Linked DNA regions of Rattus norvegicus: region 1 is linked to region 2. A link is a contact called in public Hi-C data. All regions are on one chromosome and are shown on one strand. The core of a region is the stretch at or near the end of the contact, and the rest is flanking DNA. Distances in the headings are between cores, read along the strand shown. Region 1 overlaps Abca12 (ATP binding cassette subfamily A member 12). Region 2 overlaps Abca12 (ATP binding cassette subfamily A member 12).

Region 1 (2,700 bases), core at 71-2,570, 120 kb before region 2:
TCCTGCCTCTTAGACAGCATACACCTTGTCAAAAAAAAAAGTAGCTGATTGGTTTGCTATCAGGACCAGGAAGGAACCTGTTCATGTTATACATGAGACCCCCAGAGTCCAGGGGGATTTCTGTTTGCCAAAATTCAGTCATGTGGGCACAAGAGAAAGGTATTGGAAATTGGTTATTGGTGATTGTTCTTTGTTTTGGAGACTTGGAGCCTATATTAAATCTCTTAAATAACCTTTTCTAGATCTTCCTAAATAACACTCAAAGAAAAATATGTTCAGGATTTCAACTCAAAATTAATAGGCTATAAAACACAATTATACTATTGAAGGTAATGTTCTGGGGAGCATCTGAGACTAGTATAAAAGGAACAGCCCATTCAACCCCCATCCTCACTGATTGACAGTATAAAACATAACTCGTCAATGAAAGTTTGAGTTTAGGTATTTTTATGTTATTGTTTTAGTTGTCCTCAGTTTGGGTCTTACATTTGTTTATAATGTTAAGCAATCAAAGCTGACTAATAGCAAATAATAATAATAAATTGTTATTGATCTCATACTTTGGAGACAGGCCCTCAGGGGCATGATGACTGGATTATTCATTTCATAATTGAGAAAGCTAATCATACAGAAGCCTAAAACAAGTAAGATTTCACAGTAGTGAGTGATGATGCCTGACCTAGGTGGGTTGGCTCTAGACGGACATTAAGCTACTGAAAGTCTCTCTCTCTCTCTCTCTCTCTCTCTCTCTCTCTCTCTCTCTCGCTCGCTCGCTCTCTCGCTCTTTTCAAGATAGGGTTTCCCTGAGTAGCTCTGGCAGTCCTGGAATTCACTCTGTAGAGCAGGCTGGCCTCAAACTCACAGAGATCCATCTGCCCCTGCTTCCTAAGTGCTGGGGGGCTAAAGGCATGTGCTACCACCTCCCAGCTAATTATAATTCTTACATTTTAGTAGTTAGTGCTTGATTTTCATGTCACATCATGTATGTCAGTAAAAGAGGACTAAAGATCAAGGATTAAAAATATAAACACTTCTGTCACAAAATTAAGAAATATAAAGTCATTGAAATGGGCATCTCAGAGTCTCCCTTAATATTAATATTCAGTGTGGCATGTGCTGACTCATAGTGTATCACTGTGGTTGTAGTATCACAGAAATCACAGGATCACAGATCCTGTTTTAAAAAGGTAAAACCCTTTCTGGGCTACACTACTGGTTGGGCAATTGCATAATAAAAATGAGGCATTAGACTACACCCTTTGCTGAAACTTGGTCATGATGAGTATGACATTTGCAATTCCACAGCCACATTCTGCTCTCAGAATAGCTTGGCAGACCTGCCTGTAGGACTCTGTAAACCACTCAGGAAAAGATAATAAGTGACTCTCAAAAGACTCTAGTATTTTTGATGGCTGGGCACCTGAAGAAATCTGGACTTCTTCTTGCCATCGTCTGCCTCCTTCTCTGACTCTTTCGTGTTGCAACAAACATCTCCTGCATATTACAAATCTCTGGGAAAGGAAACCTCCCAAGCCTGGCAGGCAGGCCCTGATGCTTCATTCCAACAGAAAGGGGTCATAGCACTAACTTTGAAGTTGATCCAAACTCTTGCAATCTCCACATGAGGAAACTTGTCAAGAGATAAACTTCAAAGTGCGAATGCCACAATTAAGGGTAAATGAACTTCTCCAGCACACACTCAGACTAAGCTGAGCTATAGTGTATCATGTAGTTTTCTTATTTTCTTATAAATATACCCAAAATGTCCAGGGCAGCTGACTGCTATGGGGCTGTTTGTTAAGACCAATAGAATCCGGTCTTACTGAGACCAGAGATACCAAAGAATGCAGTTCTGACTAACTAGCCATCATGCATTCTTGTGTGTGGTTTTAATAAGTATTTTCAAGTAATTGGAAATATTGCTAAAAGCATGGTGAAAAATATATTATACAAATATTATCACATATGGAATTAAATCCCAAATATATTAAAGCTAACATTTCCTCGTATACCTTCTTCCTTAGAGCAAATTCATATTCCACAGGTTAGAATTGATAGGAGCTGGTGCTAGCAGGGATTAATTGAACTATACTAGTCTACGCTATCATAAAGTTATACTAAATTCTGTACATCCAGATGTGACTTCACAGTTTGGGTGAATGCAGGCTCCGCTAGCCTTTCTGGCATGTGTTTTGACCACCAAAGCATACCTTTCGTATTTACAGACAGGTGAAAAGAACAGAAAACGTTTACTAGATACTGCTATGCAGTAGACACTACACTGAGTCCTGTGCTCATTCGATCTCAGTTAACTCATCACCTCTTTGAGCTATTTTGAAAGTTAAAAATTCAGAAGCATGCAAATGTTAAGAACTCACCGATGCCCACACGTACAAGCCTGGATTTTACCTAGTTTCCACCTACACATCACACATTTATCCAGCTGGTAGGTGCCAACCATCAAGAACCTGAGGTTTGCTTTAGTCTTTGATTTCTTCTGCCCACCATCTATCAGTATGTCCATAGATTGACAAATGACTTCAATTGGTTTTTCTACCTATCAGCAAGTCTTGGGAGCAATGGAGCGGTTGGGTGGGGGAGCACCCTCTTAGAGGCACGGGAGACTGGGGAGTGGGGGACCACACTTGAAATGTAAATAAATAAAATAGCCAAAAGAAGACATTATTGCTCAATGGCAGG
Region 2 (2,700 bases), core at 141-2,640:
TTTCAGTACTGTACTGCACCTCATTGGAGATGTATTCATTGATTATGAACATAATAGGACTGCTCATTATTTATTCTTGAAGGACTTTAAAAGACACTGGACTGTACAGCCATCGCCATAAGAGAGTTGGGACGTTGTCAGGAGGGATGAAGAGGAAATTATCCATATCCATTGCCCTCATCGGTGGATCAAGGGTCGTGATTCTGGATGAACCATCCACTGGGGTTGATCCATGCTCTCGCCGAAGTATATGGGATGTCATATCCAAGAACAAAACTGGTATGTATAATTTTCATAACTTCTCCATAGGACAGTCATAACTCTACCTGTAGGGCTTCCCAAAATCAAGTTGAAGCTTTTCTGTGTATAACACCCTCTAAATATCTGAGGTGAGATCTTTTTGTCTTAAGATTTCTTGGTGAGATTTCTGGGTCAATTTGTTAATACATAGCCAGGACTACTGTGAGTTAAACTTATCGAGGCTTATTGGGAGACTAGAGGAGTCTGCCTACAGAAGCATGGAATCTAATTAGAGATACCAAATGTACACAAATGAAAATAAACTGAAAACACACGGAATAAGTGCTAACAGGATGTGATTCAGAGAAGTAATCAGACTGGAGTGGATTATTCTCTCTGGAGTGCAGAGAGGAATATTCAAAAAGTCTTTTAAATTACCATTTTTATCATAAAGGAAGGAGGGAGAGCAAGAGCGAGAACAGGGGAAAAGGGGGGAGAGGGAGAGAGAGCACACTGAAACAACAGAGGTAAAACTCTGACAAATGAGAAAAGGTAGCTGATGCCCACAGAAAATGAAGCGCATTAGCTATGAATCTTAATAAGCACTTGCTGCTAAATTACATATAAGACCCCCTCCTATATATTTAATGGCAGCCTTCTGAGTTTTCCTTTGATTGTTACAGAGGTTCACTCACCTCAATTAATGCCACTCTGTCCTCAGAAATCCCAGGATTTACTCTTGCTAATTCTGTTCTGTGGGGGCCTTGTATCCTCATTTTTCATTTGACATTGTTCTCGACTGTCTCTTTAAGCAAGAACAATCATTCTGTCGACACACCATTTGGATGAGGCTGAAGTGCTGAGTGACCGCATTGCCTTCCTGGAACAGGGTGGGCTCCGTTGTTGTGGTTCACCATTTTACCTCAAGGAAGCTTTTGGAGATGGCTACCACCTCACACTCACCAAGAAGAAGGTTTGTATGAGAAAGGGCACTGCATCGTGGGGTCATGAGTTAAGCGCTTCTATAAGGTGAAGACAGATTCTCTCCAACTTAACTCATTGCCAAGATTCATCAGTATGTAGTTCTCAAATCTCAGCAAATGGGTTGGTTAAAACCCCAGATTTCTGCTCCCTTCCTAAGGGCGTCTGATATAGTAGTTCTGCATTTGACCTCCAAATTTTCCTAAGCTTCCAGTAATTTCCCTTGTGGTGGGCACTGTACAAAATGCTGTCCTTCTATAGTTTACTGATGGACTGCCAGCATTTTGTTTGTTTGTTTGTTTGTTTCTGTACCACTTCAGCCTCTGTAGAGAAATTTAGATTCTCTGGCTTAGAGAAAGCAAAGGAAGAGCACGTAAGAGGTCATGTCTTTGCTTTGTGATGGCAAGTGTTAAACTGTGTAGTTGAAACTGTGACTCAGATGTGACTCTTCTGAATGACTCTATATCTAAGTTATCTTGGCACGATTCCCAAAATATACACAGTATTTCAGGCTTAGGGCGGGGCTCTTATGTTAGATCTCTCACCTGCTTCCACTCTTACAAGTGCCTTTTCCTATTTCCATGAATAATATTTGTATTAATTTTTGGGAAATTTGATACCTCGTAGCTTGATCACATTCACTCCCAGACTACTCCCATACTCCCTCTGTCCATCTCTCCCCTTCCTACCCATACAACTTTAGTTTAGTTTCCCCTTCTCCACACAACCCTAGTCAAGTCCAGTTTGTGTTGCTCAACTACCTTCAAGAGCAGGGACCTGCCATGACTGAGGTCAACCTGATAGTGGTCACCTTGTTAAACAAAACCGACTCTCCCTCTCCCAACAGCAAGTAGAATTTGCTCTTCCCAGACAGTGATGGGATGCTGTGCCCATCCCCCCAACCCCATGTTGCCATTGTGCCTGGCTGGATCTAGAGTAAGTCTTATGGATACTGTCCCTACCACTGTGAGTCCATATGTGCAACTGCCCTTGAAGTCATCCGTTAGTGCTGGCTCTTATGATCTTTCTGCTCCCTCTTCCTTGAAATTCCATGAGCTGTTTCACGAAGGGTATGCTATGAATATTCTACTTACGGCTGAACACGCTGTAGTTTCTTAATCTCTGCACATTGATCAAGTGACGGTATCTGTGTTAATTATCATCTGCTGCAAGATGCTTCTCAGATGAGACTTGTGGCATGTCCTGCTCTATGGGCATGGCAATAAGTCATTAGGAGTCATCTTAATAAAGCTTTCTTCCTTAATAAGCTGTCTACTTCTACCCCGTTGGTTAACTGAAAAGGCATGGCTTTTTCTCCTAATCTATACTATATTTTCTTTTAAACCCTAACAAAATTATCCTTGAGCTTCCAAAATAAAATAACCATAATTTATCATTATATTTAGAAATTCATATATTAGAGGATATTGTGGTGAATGATGTACCCAATCATTATTTTAGGCACCCAGGCTGCATCAA

Evidence for each region. Hi-C and Micro-C count contacts between places; a contact is called where the count stands out from the background.
Region 1: a Hi-C map of the Rat2 cell line shows a contact between it and region 2, with 2.5 times the contacts expected there. The contact joins two enhancer-like sites. A contact is called at or near these places in 3 of 12 Hi-C or Micro-C datasets (the A7r5 cell line, the Rat2 cell line and Schwann cells).

The regions. Positions count from the first base shown.
Region 1 is chr9:80,426,096-80,428,795 of GRCr8, reverse strand. The region is part of intron 2 of Abca12 (ATP binding cassette subfamily A member 12); the gene reads left to right. Among named protein-coding and RNA genes, the nearest start is that of Abca12, 18 kb to the left of the region's middle. Within about 2 kb of position 1,320, at least 3 of the 93 cell types and tissues checked have an H3K27ac peak or open chromatin away from gene starts, as enhancers often do.
Region 2 is chr9:80,309,036-80,311,735 of GRCr8, reverse strand. It overlaps Abca12 (ATP binding cassette subfamily A member 12), which reads left to right. Exons shown (of 53, transcript NM_001427691.1): 30 at 83-279; 31 at 1,053-1,213. Among named protein-coding and RNA genes, the nearest start is that of Abca12, 130 kb to the left of the region's middle. Within about 2 kb of position 1,390, at least 1 of the 93 cell types and tissues checked has an H3K27ac peak or open chromatin away from gene starts, as enhancers often do.